Regions from separate parts of the Anas platyrhynchos genome. Here region 2 is linked to region 1. The links are chromatin contacts, called in public Hi-C maps. All regions are on one chromosome and are shown on one strand. The core of a region is the stretch at or near the end of the contact, and the rest is flanking DNA. Distances in the headings are between cores, read along the strand shown. Region 1 holds the start of CBX8 (chromobox 8). Region 2 overlaps TBC1D16 (TBC1 domain family member 16).

Region 1 (6,839 bases), core at 3,460-5,959:
TGCCCGGCCATTCCCGGTAATCTCCCTCCCCAGCACCGATTCTCCTGGACCGGCCGCTCCATTGCTCGGGTGGACGGCAGCCCCGGGCCCGGCCGGCCGCAGCCTCGGAGGATGCCATGGGGGGGGTTGGCCCAGGGGGGAAGAGGGGCGAAACGGGGGCGCCGGGGGCCGGCATAGCCCCGCCTGCAGCGCTGCCGCGTGTAAACGCAGCCCCGTTTATTGGTCCGGTCTCCGAATTCGCCTTCCGTCCCGGGGCCGGTCCCGTATGTGCCTACGGCGCCGCTGGGGGGCCCCGGCCGCCTCCGTCCCGCGGGACCGGGGCGGGGGGAGGTCGGGGGGGGGGGCATTTGCCGCTGCCCGGGGCCGGTCGCTGCCTCCCCTCTTCGCCCCGAGGTGCTCGGAAACGAAAGTGCAGCGTCCCGGCGGCCGGGCTCCTCCCGCTCCCGGGGCAGAGCTGCGGCGGCCGGCGGGGACCGCGGCAGCACCGCGAAGTCCCCGGTGCCCCGCCCGCACCACCGAGCCCGCCCGGCATCGGCCCGGGGGGCAGGAATCTGCCCCGGTGCTCGTCGCGGCTCCGCTCAGCCGCTGGCAGGGGAAATCGTTTTCTCGCCCGGGTCCTGGGTGGGAGCGGGCCGGGCTAAGCCCGGAGCCGAACCGGGCGGCGACATGGGCCGGGTTGCCGGGCAGCTCCGACGGGCGGCCCCGAGGGGCCGGGAGTCTCGGCTCTTGCCGACAGCTCGTCCGGATCGGAGCTCCGGGGCTGGGCTCTGCCCTGCCCGGCGGTACCCACGGCTCGGGCGGGCTGCGGGCTGCTTCTCCCGGGACACAAGGGCCGAACCGGCCGCGGTGTCCGTTCGGGCACTCGAAGCCGCTCGGGCTCTACGAAGGGGCGAGTGGCTCTGCCTCCGGTTTCCCGCGGGGTCTCGGCGCTGGGGCTGTTCTCGGGCCGCCCAGGAGAACGGGACGCGGGGCAGGGCGACCTCGGTCCGGCCGGGACTCCCACCGGCACCGGCAGCCTCGGCCGCCCGGGGAACCGGGCCGGGCCGGAGCCTGGGTTGGATGCGAACCGTCCCGGGCGCCGGTGCCGGGAGGGGCGGAGCAGCACGATCGCAGAAGCTCCCGGGGAGCCGCGGGGAAGAGCCGGGCTGTGGCTCGGGGATCGCCGAGCCGGCGGCTGGGTCGGTGCCAGCTGCCCCCCGCCCCACTGGGGCCCCGGGCTCGGACACGCGTGCTCGCCCCGGTGCCCCCACGCGCGGCCCCAGGAGGAGCCGCAGACCCCCGGTTTCGTTGCAAAGCTCGCAGCTGTGGAAGCCCCCACACAGCGAAAAACGAGGGGGGAGCCGGAGACGCTGCGCCGGGGCGGCTCGCTGAGACCCCGAGCGCTCCTTCCGCGAGTCCGAGCGGGGCGTGGGGATAAAAGGCAACCGAGGGGGGGATTTGGGGTCAAACGGGCGGAAACTGGATCCACGTTTGCCTGTGCAGCGGCAGGCGCTCGAATCGGCCGGGAGCAGTCCACGAGTGAGCTCCGAGCGCCGGTACTTCGGGGCAGAGCTGGGGGCGCGGCGGGGCCGGCAGGGGCGGGAGGGGCGCGGGGCCGGGCTCCCCCCCCGGAGCCGGGAGCCCGTGCTGCGCCATGGCAGCTTTTGCCGTTGACCTCCGGAGCGTGGAGGGCAGCCCCTGCCCGGGCTCCGTTCCTGTTCCCGGTACCCCTACCGAGCACCAGGCCACCCCCCCGCAGCTCCGCACGCCCCCGGCGGGGGCTCCCCGGGCCCCCTCCGGCAGGAGGAGGAACTGCCCGGTGGAACCGGGCACGCTCCCGCCCGCGGTCTCGTCCCGCAGCGCCGGGGCGGCTCCGTCCCGCTTCTCTGTCCCGGCCAAGCCGCCGTCGAGCCGCCGCAGCCCCGCTCCTGGCTCGCCCACGGCCCCGGCGGCTCCAGCTGGGTCCCCCCCCGGCAGCGATCGCTCCCCGCTGCCTTCTCCAAGCCGTTCTCGTTTGCGTCTCGCCTTCTCTCTGCCTCCCCCCCCCGCACCGCAATCGGGGACTCATCTCCCGTCCCCGTACCCGCGTGGGTCAAGCGTGGGTCCGTGCCGGTGCCTGGAGCTGTATCCCCCGCGGATGGGCGTGCTGGAGGCAGCGGGAACCGTGGGCTCTTTCCTCTCCGCGGCCACGCGTGGCTGTGGGGCTCCGCGAATCCGCGTGGCTCTGCGGAGGCTACGGGGCAAAGGCGACTGCTCGGCCGGGAGCTCCGCAGCCCCTCGAGGCACCTTCGGGACGGTGCCTCCCGCCTGCACCGGGGACACCAGGAGCGAAGGTGTGGGGCTCACTCCCAGTTCCCCGGGCTGCGGCCCCCCCGCGGACACGGGGCACGGCCCCTCACGGCCCCGCATGGCCCCGCTGCGCCGCCGCAGTCGCTGTCTCGAAAACCCCAAGAAGCGGAGCGAGGCGGCGGCGGCATCGGTCCGGCCCCGCTGGGGAGCACGACCGGCCCCCCGAGCCCCCTCCCCACGTCTGGGAGCTGCGCCCGCCCCCCATTCCCCTTCCCCGTCCCCCGGGACTCTCTGCGCGGCATCTTGGGGCTGCAGAATCCGGTCCGGTGCGTCCACGCGAGTTAACGAGCCGCCCTGCCGCCCTGCCTTAATTAACAACGATTAATTCGACATTAACGAAAATCTCCCCAGGACGCCGCTGGCCGGGGACCGGGGAGGGCGCGGAGGCTGCGCTGCCCCCCCCCGCCCGCCTCCCTCCGCACCAGCGCTGCGCAGCGCCCCGGGCACTGCGCGCAAATCCCGCGCAGCGCGGGGACCCCCGGCACGGGGCGGGCCAAGGGGGGGGGCGCGGCAGCGGGAGCCGCGGCTCGGAAACCTCCCCCCTGCGCCCGGGAGCGGGATTCCGCCGGGCCCCGCCGGCCTCCCCCACGCCACGCGTGTTCCCCTTCGCGCGGGACGGGGCACGGCGTGGACCCTGCCCCCGCTTTGCCCACGGAGCCGCTCCACGCCCCGGGTCCGGCATCGAGAGGCAGCCGCGGGCTCCTCCACTCGCGTCCCGCGAGCCCCCCCGTGGGGCCGCGAGTCTGCCGTTCCCGCGTGTCCCCCGTGGGAGGCCGGAGCCCGGCCGGCGGGAGCGGGCAGCGCTCCGTGGCGGCGAGCAGGAGCCCCGGGAGAAAACGATCTCCGGGATGGGGACGGCACCGGAGCCTTGTGGCTGCCGCTCCCGGTGCACCCGCGGCCCCGCAGCCGCGACCCACGAAGGGGACAGGCGGTGCCGAGCAGCCCCCGCGTCGAGCGGGCACGGAGGGTCGTGTCCCCCCCCCACCGGCCCCGGAGGCGAGCAGCCGCCGGCCCCAAGCCCCGCTCCGCCTCGTTTACGGAGCCGAGGCTCAGCCGATGCCTTTAGAGACCGGCGCGTGGATCCCCCACGCGTGAGCGCGGCCGCCTCCGAGCCTTGCTCCCCTTCGTCTTATAGCCCCTTAGCGGAGGAGAGCCGCGGGGGAGAGGGGCCGAGCCGTGGGAGGCCTCGTCCGCCCTCGCCCCGCGTGGGCCAGGCGGCAGCAGCCCACCCGCGGGGCGGCCCCGGCCCGAGCTGCTCCGGGGCTCGGGGATGGTTCCGCTCGATGAGACGGAGCCGAGGCGCTGCCGGGCACCCCCGAGCCTCCCCCCGACGGCCCCGGGGGGGACATCGCGGCTGGGCCCCCCGCTCCTCCGCGCCCACCGTGGGCAGGACCCGTCCCGGGGACTCGCGGGGCCCGGTCTCCCGTGGCCGCCTCGGGCTCGGACTCACGCGGGGGGAGCGACAGCGGTCCCGCGGGGCCACCGGGGCGACCGGGCCCCAGAGCTCTGCCGAAATGTGATGTGGGGGGGGGGGGCAGCCCCTCCGGTGGCCCCGGGGACACCCCCGCACCCCGAGCGAGCCGGGGAAGGCAGCCGCGGGCTGCCGGAGCGAGGAAACCAGAAACTCGTATTATGGGCTGTTGAGGTCTACTTTATTTTTACTACCCGAACTGTTGGAAAGTATTTAAACTTAACCAGAACCAGCTGCCCCGCTGGCACGGCTCGGCGCGGCCATTTGTTCCCGGGAAGGGTTTTTGCCGACGCCGAGCTGTGCCGGCCGCCGGCTCCCGGCGCGGCAGCAATGAGGTGATTTCTCCGCAAGCCGCCAGCGCTTCGGTCCCCAATTCCGCTGGCTTTGTCACCAAAAACCCGCGGGGCGCGGTGGTGGCTGGGGAGAGGAGGAGGAGGGGCCCGGCCGCCCCCCCGGGTTCGCCCCGTCCAGGTGTGCTCGGAGCGGTGATGCCCGGAGGGGGGGGGATGATGGAAAGGGGGGGGGGGGCGGTCCGCCCCGCCCCGCTCCGCCCCGTCCCGGGGCTGGCGGCTGCCGGTGGCGGCGGCTCCTTTGTGCTGCGCTGGGCTATTGGAAGGGGGGGGGGCTCGACGGGGAGGGGGGGGGGCGCCCCCCTCGGAGCGGGCGGGGCGGCCGCGGGGAGAGAGGGGGGGGGAAGCGGGGGGGGGGGGCGCGGCCGCGCCCCCCCCCCCCGCTTCCCCCCCCCTCTCTCCCCGCGGCCGCCCCGCCCCGCGCTCATCGGGACGCGGCTCACGTCGGGGGGCGGCGCGGCGGCGGGGGCGGGCGCCGGGCCCGGGCCAATGCGGCGCGGGCGGAATATTCCACCCGGCTCCGCCAGCAACAAGTGCGGGGGGGGGCCCTGGAGGAGGAGAGGGGGGGGGGGGGCCGCGGCGCTGACGTCAGCGGGCGGAGTATTATGGTCTGGGCTGCGCTGGCGGCTGCCTGTGTGCTGCGAGCGGCCGCGTAAACATGGAGCTCTCGGCCGTCGGGGAGCGCGTCTTCGCGGCCGAGGCCCTGCTCAAGCGCCGCATCCGCAAAGTAGGTGCCCCCCCCTCCCGTATCCCCGACGCCCCCCCCCTCCGCGCCGCGCCCCGCCGCCGCGCAGCCCCGCGCCAGGCCGCGCCGCCCGCCCCGCGCCCTCCCCCGGCCGCGCGGCGCTGCGGCGGCTCCGGCGGTGGCGGCGGCGGCGGCGGCGGTCGGGGGCCCGGCTGCGGCTCGGGCGCCCGCTGGGGGCGGCCCCGTCTCCTCCCCGCCGCATGCACGGGTTCCTCCGAGCGGGGCGGGCTCCGCCGCCGCTGCTGCTGCGAACCGGGCGTTGTGCGCGCCGGCCTCCCCGCTGCATGCTGCTGGGGGGCTGCGCGGGGTGGCTGCACGCGCATTTTTGTGATTTTTTTTTTTAAATCTGAATTTATTTTTTTGGTGCATTTTTGCCCCCCCTCCCTCCCTCCTTCCCGCCCCGCGTCCCTCCCCCCTTGCATATTTTTGACACACGCCTTGGGTGCAGGCGTGTATTTGTTGCATGCATGTAATTGCATGTGTAGCTTTGTTGCAAGCGCTTATCGTGATTTCCCTCCATGCATATTTATTTTTTCTCTTTGCATCTGCAGGGGCGCATGGAATATCTCGTAAAATGGAAGGGCTGGTCTCAGAAGTAAGTCGGCTGTTTATACAATTTTGCAGGCTAGGAACTGTTGGGGGAGATGGCTCATTGTAGCTATTATTTCCCATTGTAGCAGAAAGGAAAGTTGGATCCCTTTCTCTAGGTCACGTATTTTTTGTTTCTTTTTTTCCTTCCCCTGTTACTCGTTCCCGATGCCTTTCCCTCTCTGTGTGCCCCCGCCCCCCCCCCCCCCCAGGTACAGCACTTGGGAGCCCGAGGAAAACATTCTGGATGCCCGGCTGCTTGCAGCCTTTGAGGAAAGGTACAAGGCCTTTGCTAGTCGTAGCCATTGCACTTGTAAATATGTTGCTGTCTTGTAGCTATGCTGAATTGAAGCTTTGGTTTTTTTAACACCTCTAGGGAGCGAGAAATGGAGCTATACGGGCCTAAAAAGCGAGGCCCCAAGCCCAAAACCTTCCTGTTAAAGGTAAGGAGGCAGGAGCCCCGCGTGCGTCGGTGCCGCTGCGCCGGGGAGCGGCGAGGGCTGCAGGGAGCGTGCACGGGAGGCGTGCGGGGAGCTGGTCCCTCTCCGGCTCGGATGGAGAGCGCTCGGTGCAAAGGCAGCCCCCTCGTCGTGTAAGTCGTAATTACGCACCCGGGTGGCAGGACAATAAAATCACCGGTTGATTTATCTTCTTTGCAGGCCCAGGCAAAAGCGAAAGCCAAAACCTATGAATTCCGCAGTGACTCTTCCAGGGGGATCCGGGTGCCGTATCCCGGCCGCTCCCCCCAGGACCTGGGCTCCACGTCCCGGGCTAGGGAAGGACTCAGAAACATAGCCCTGGCTCCGCAGGGCAGCAGCAGCAGCAGCACCCCCAAGGGAGACAGCATCCGGGACCGGGTTATCAGGGTGGAAGAGAAACCCGGGGAAACCCCCAAAAAGAGAGGCCCCAAGCCTAGGAAAGAGCTTTACAAGGACCTGGCGGAGACTCTGGATGCCTCCAAGAGGAAACTGGGGGAGCCGGGGGACAAGGTGGGGGACTACCTCAAGGCCAGGAAGATGGAGGAGGCGGCGGCGGGGGCGGCCAAGTTCAGCTCGGGACACAGCGTCATCCAGCTCGCCCGGCGGCCGGACCCCGACCTCTCCGGCACCATGTCCAGCCCCAACCGCGTGGAGGTGGGTATGAAGCTGGGGGCCGCCGAGAGCTACGCGCCCCGGGTCGCCAAGCACCGGGCGGACTTTCTGGACCCCAAGGGGCAAGGAGGGCTGGATCCCGGCGGGCCCAAGATCCTGCACAGCGCCGTGAGCCCCGGCTCCGTGGGCAGCCTGTACCGCGACGGCGTGGGCGGCCAGGCGGGGCGGCCCTCCCTCATCGCCAGGATCCCCGTCTCCAGGATCCT
Region 2 (6,144 bases), core at 665-3,164, 58 kb before region 1:
GGCCGAGGGCTGGGGGCCGGGGGGAGCCTCGGGGCTGCCTCCTTGGGCCGGGCTGGGCCTTGTGAGGCCGCCAGGGGGCGGGCGCCGATCGGCCGCGGGGCCGGGGCCTGAGGGCTCGGGGCCGGGGCCTGGCGCGGGGCCTGGCGGCGGCACCGGGCGAGAGGCCGGGGCCGAGCCGAGAGCGGCGGCTGCTGGCTCGGGGAGGCAACGAGCCCCCACAGCCTGTTCCCAGGGTGTCCCCGCGTTGCTGCTGGTACTTATTGATGGCATCGCAACGGCCAGAAACCCTGAGCGAGAGCGGAGATAAATCCTGCTGGCGGGTCTCCATCGCTTTGTGAGGGAAGAATTGCTTTAACCGGATCGGAATAAAGAGCACGGCCCCTCGAAAAGTGCAACAACAGTATATGCAAATAAATCTGCGTGGTCTCTGTCTTCTTGGCTCGGTCCGTGCAATTATAACAGCATTAAGCATTTACAATAACTCCGAAACATGCTTTTAGCCAGCTCGCCTTTTTCCTCTCCCTTTTCTGCTACTTGAAGAAAGCTTTCCCCTTGGGAAATCCTCATTGTCTTGTGGCAGCAGTGAAACTCTCGCTGGGTGGTGTTGGCTGTGCTAATACTGGGTCAGCGGCAGTGCAGAGTCCGGGGAGTTGGTTAACTTTGCCTGTCAGTAGAAAGTTCCCCCTGAAATTCCCATTTCATTGCTTAGAGCCAAGTATAGGAGAACAAAGGTAATCTTCGGGGCTTTCAAGGGACCGAGGTTTTGAAGGCTTGATTGTAATTAGCATAATTAGTGTAGAATTTTATTTTTGCATGGATAGAACTGAAAGAAAAAAGCAAAATAATCACTTGATTTTAAATATAAAATAAACACTGGTAAGAAAGGTCCCCTTTTCTCGTCTGGAATAGGCTGAAAAGCAAACATTCTTTTGGGGGCTTTGCTGAGAAATCACTTTTTCCATCTAAGGAATTTTTTTTAAGTGTTGCGTTTCGATTGATTTATTAATGAGCTAAAGCCTAGGCACGAGGTGCCCCTTCTCTGTATGGATTGTAAAACTCTGCCGTTCAGCTTTCGGAATATTTTCCTTCTGTAACGTGAAGGTAACATTTGCATCATTGAGCAGCGAATGCTCGGCTCTAAATGATTTGTTGTGTTTGGCTTCTCGGGAGCTGTGTGTATTTTATTCATAAGCATTGAACTGCGATTTCTGCCCCTGCCACCTAACTGCAACAAGAAGTCACAGAGAAAAACTTGCTCGGGTTTTACCTAAGCAGCCTACACCTGTCCAGAAGTCTGAGCTGTGAAAAAAAGATTGCTTGTCTTGTAGCTGAACGAACGCATATATCACATTGCAGACTTTGGCTGGATAAAAGAGATTAAAGCACACATTAATTCACTACAACCCTCTGATTTTTTTTTTCCCTTCCCATTTACATTCAAAATAATCAACTCGAGAATTCTCCATTTATTTTGTTTTCCTTTCGGTTTAATTTACAGTGGTTCGGGGCAACCCTTCGGAGGTGAGCTGGGCTGCTTTAATAACGCCCCCTATTGCTGCCTAAAATTGCTCGGCTTCCCTTCAGGCCCCGGGGACGTGGAGGAAGGGGCCGGGAGGCAGCAAAGCGAGGAAAAGGGCACGGGCAGGGTGGGGGCACAAGGGCTGGTGGCCTGGAGACGGGGTGTCATAAGCACGGGTGGCAGGAGCCCTGTAAAACAGCAAATTGTTTTGATCTTGATTTCTCAAGGACAAACCAATTACGCCTATCATAAGGCAAAGCTGCATAATCGGGTTTCCTTGAGTCCCTCGTTGCTTTTCTGTTAAAATGTTTTATTTGTCAGGCTTGTGTTAGTGGAGTCGATGTTAGTCCAGAGCCCCGTCCGTGGTCGTGAACTTGCTGTTCCAGCCCAAGGTCAGAGGACGGATGCTGGGGCTGCTGCTCTGGCACGGTGAGCACCGATTAGGTGGCCGCGTGTCTGCAGCTGGAGCCACCGACCTGCTTCGAGCTCCTTCCCCAAACCGGGGCAGCGATGGATCCCGGCGCATTTGAGACGAAACCGGCTTGTTCTTTGAATATCCCTAATAACATTAACGATGAGTAACTAGCAATAATACTCTGACTTTTAGAAGTGCTGTTGAATGTGCTTGCTGGTGCTGGGCATGAAAGGATACAATTATTTTTCATAACCTTTTATTTTCCCTTTACGGCAAGCTAAGCAAAGCAAGTTTGTCAGAGGCAGAGTGCTCCTAATTTGGTCTCCAGTGACCTCCGGCGCGGTGATTGGCAGTCGGCTGTCAGGAAGGAACTTGTGCCTGTGAGATAGAAATGAGCAGAACAAATGCCGTAGGACAGCTCCAGTTCCCTCGAGGACACGGGCTAAAAAAGGTGAAAGAAGTGCAATTACAGGAGGTTTTCAGCACAGAAAGTTAATTAGCTACTAAATAGCATTTAGTGCAGTTCAACGTGGGGAAATTTATGTTTTGAAAGCAAACAGATCAATGGCAAGCCTGTGGAACAAGCTTTTGGAAAGTCCGTGTTGACATTCATGTACTTTGTACCCTAACGTCCTGTGCAGTTTTTCACAGGTTTCCCTAACAAATAGAGTTGGGTTTGTTTCCTTGGGTTGGCAGATGTGTAGGTACACTTCCACACCAGGATGTTTTGACATTTAATGTCAGGGATTCTGGTCGGGCTTTCATCCGGGCTCAGTACCTTCATGCCTTTTTCCCTGTTCACTGAGGTCAGCATAAATTGATTCTGTTTGGGGTCTCTAAGGCAGAGGAACTTCAAATTCCAAATATTTTCAGTCAGATGGTGAGTTTAACATAGTTCTTAGCCTAGTTACCAGTTCACACTGATCAGAGGTGAGTAGCTGGTGTGACTGCAGGGTTTTGCTGTCGACTTTGGGTTTGCGTGGCCGTGCTGCCCTGTGCGTGTCCTTCCATCCCTTCTCTGCAGCATCACGAGCAGAAATATTTTGACAAAATGTTTCATTCTAAATTACCAATCCGTTTTCTTTCGCTCTTCTTTCATATATTGCTGAAATCAGCATGTTTCACAAATCGTTATACATGCATATTGTCAAGGACACTCTCTTGTTTATCAGAACAATAGATTTGGGTTCCAGCTACTCAGCACAGCCTCTCTGGGTGCAATTGCTACACTAAATTTTTAGGCATTTCAGGATAGCTTTGAACTTTTATTGATGGATTATTTATTTGGAGCTATCTGTCATGGGCGGTTTAGGCAGCTGATGCTGCCATGAGCTGTTTCACCTTGCTGGAAAGAAGAGGAACCTGGAAGGTCAGTGCCTGTGCGGAATAGTGGAGAAACAGAGAAACGCTAACCCCTGGGGAGGAAAAGGGGCATGTAATTCCCATTACACGGACGCTCATACATTATGATGATACTTATTGTCTGTAAACGACGCTTCACAAGCCGGCGTGCAGGAATAGACGGGGCTGTTAAGGGAAAGCTGTTATTACTGAAGGCGTGCTTTAGTACCGTGGTGCTGGAGAGCCAACTGGTGAAGGTTTGGCTCTTGCAAGAGGCTCTGGGAGTCGGCTGGTGGACGCCGACAGCTTAGATAACAGCCACATCCCTGCCGAGATCTTCAGCCCCTTTCCCTCTTATAATTACATTTGTCACATCTTGTCATAAAATGAGTTATTAGATCTTTGTTGCTGAAATAGCCTTCCCGTGTAATGGGTGCAGGTCTCTGCCCTGGTTCTGTAACAGGAATAATAATTGGTTTCGTGTCTCTTTATGCCGTAGGAGCACAGAAATGCTTTGACCGAGCAGTAACTCAGCCCTGCTGCTGCTCGCCGACCCGTGTGGGGCCGGAGCAGGATCCTGCCCCAGCAGGAGGATGGCACCGGTGGCACCCGGGCGTTTTCCTTCTCAGGGGCTTGCTGAAGCTCCTGGAATGTAGCTGAGGTTGATTGCTGCAGCTGATTGTTGAGAAAATACATCACCGCCGGATCTTGCTCACCGGCAAGCACGAGATGTATTTAGTGACAAGAGAGTAATGGGGCTTAAGCAAGGAGGAAGGTGGAACTGGAACCATGCCTATGGCCATGGGGTTCCTGCCTCAGGTTTTGCTAATCCTCCTTGTAATTTTGTTCCCTGTCCCTTCTGTTCCCGTGGGGCCTTGCACTTGTTCTCCCGTGTTGCTGAGCGGTGCTGCCCGCTAGCTGGTGGTCTGCTTTTCCTGGATGCCGTGACCCAAAGCCTCTCTGAACTGTTCCTCCAGCTATTTGCCTTGCCATGCTTCAGCTCCCTTCTTTTGCAGGGCACTGGTGTAAATCCCTCATCTAACAGATATAATAGTCTGGCCTTCATAAATAATAAATTGGAAAATTCTTCCCCTGTGTCTGCATATCTTGTGTGCCTGGATAGAGGACTCCCCAGCAGCCACAGAATTAGCACTGAGCATACTACTTGTTGCTACTTAGGAACAGAATGATCTCAATATTAAAATTCTTTTAAAAATAAGGCCAACAGTTTTGAATACTTTCATTACTTGTTTTCCAATGGTTATATACAGGAAAAAGTGATGCTACACACAGTGTATGAGGTGGCACTCTCTGCATCTCTGCTAAATATGGACGGACGTGTTTGTAGATCTCTCCAAAGGGCATGGTGTGCACAGGTGTCTCTTTCAGATTTTGTACCCTACATCAGTGAAAGCACTGAAGTTTCCCTGAGCTGCACACACGAAGGCACTGTGCTCGTGCTTGTTGGCTTTTTGCTGTCCAGAAGGGGTAAATCCAGGCACACGTGTTGCTTCAGATGGCTTCTCTGTGTGTCAATGCCTGCACGAGCTTGTAACTAGTGACTAAAAGCGAACTGTAAATATTTGTCTGGAAGAAACATTTCCAGAAAGTAGAATGGTGCCAGCACCTTTGTGCTGGGCTCTGCAGCCTCTGAGCTATGGGTAGGTAACGGCGCGCCTGGAGCAGGTTTTGGTTGTGCAGCTGGCAATGCCCTCCCATCTTCAGGAGATGCACGGTTCCCCAGCTCCAAGCAAGGCCACCCAGCTCTATCCCTAAATACCATTTCTATCCCTAAACACCACTTCTTGGCCGTTCGCTCCCCGCTGGCAGCTCGAGGTGATGCTCTCAAACCGTGGGCTCGCTGCCTGCTGCAAGGAGGGAACCGCGCGACAGCGCTCCCGCAGAGTCCTCCAGCTCCTTGTCACACCGACCAGTGCATCTTTGCAAGAGTTTTAGAAAATTGGTTGCCTCTGCTTGGTCTTTAAGCTCGTTTGAGTCATCTCTTCCAGGAAAATCCTGTGTAACCAGCTGTGGCTGTTCCTGAGCGTTGCTTCACAAATACCAGCTGCTTACAGCCAGCCGGCCAGCACGGGTGTCTTGCACTGGGGCTCCTATTGCTTTTGCATTACCATGAGATACAGAGTGGTTTAGGAGTGTTATGGTTTGCAGCTTTATCTGAAAATAACGCTTGATTTTTCACAAAGGCTGGGACAGTTTTCAAGGAAAAGTTCACAAGTTGCAGGTGATGGCGTGTGGCTGTGTGAGACTGGACGTCTCCCAGCATCTTGCCGTCACTCTTCTTTGAGCGAGTTCGTGTCTGTCCCGTGATCTCCACTCACATGGCGATACCGCCCTGTCACTTCTCAGACCTCCACCTCAGCATGGCTTGAATGCCATTTTGCTTTGATGCTTCCTGAAAAAACGGAGTAGCAGAACCTCACGAGCAGGGCCGCTCTTTGAGCTGAAAGTGAGACAGACTTGGTCTCATCTACATAATGCTGCAGACCTCGAGAAGGGGGCTTGGGGATTTATTTCCCATGCGTGTGGGCGCTGAGGTTTCGAGCCAACCGTTTGAACTAGGCTGCTCGCAGGGGCTCGGTTAAAAATTTAACCCACAACTAAGTGGGATGTCCGGGGACCTGGCCATTGGAATGCAATGACCTGAACCATGGGGAGATGCTGCAAAGGGGGCTCGTCCCCGTGGAAGAGGCACTGCAGCCAGGCTTGGAAGGCATACTGATGTGGTGTGCTGCAGATGCATGCTGAGTGTGTGATTTTCAGCGTTCAGTGCCTACATTGTTAGATAAGCGGATTAGAAAACATTGCATAAAGTGGCATTGCAGGGGGCTGTCTTTATACCTGCTACTCG

The links. A called contact is a pair of places that touch in the nucleus more often than the background predicts.
Region 2: a contact with region 1 is called in a Hi-C map of skeletal muscle, with 4 times the contacts expected there. The contact joins the enhancer-like site here to the promoter of CBX8 in region 1. A contact is called at or near these places in 3 of 8 Hi-C or Micro-C datasets (liver and skeletal muscle).

The regions. Positions count from the first base shown.
Region 1 is chr19:806,805-813,643 of IASCAAS_PekinDuck_T2T, reverse strand. CBX8 (chromobox 8) reads left to right here and starts at 4,709. Exons shown (of 5, transcript XM_038165372.2): 1 at 4,709-4,876; 2 at 5,446-5,489; 3 at 5,695-5,760; 4 at 5,835-5,925; 5 at 6,142-6,839. The coding sequence starts at 4,808.
Region 2 is chr19:862,956-869,099 of IASCAAS_PekinDuck_T2T, reverse strand. All of the region lies in intron 3 of TBC1D16 (TBC1 domain family member 16), which reads left to right. Among named protein-coding and RNA genes, the nearest start is that of TBC1D16, 17 kb to the left of the region's middle. Within about 2 kb of position 1,914, at least 2 of the 8 cell types and tissues checked have an H3K27ac peak or open chromatin away from gene starts, as enhancers often do.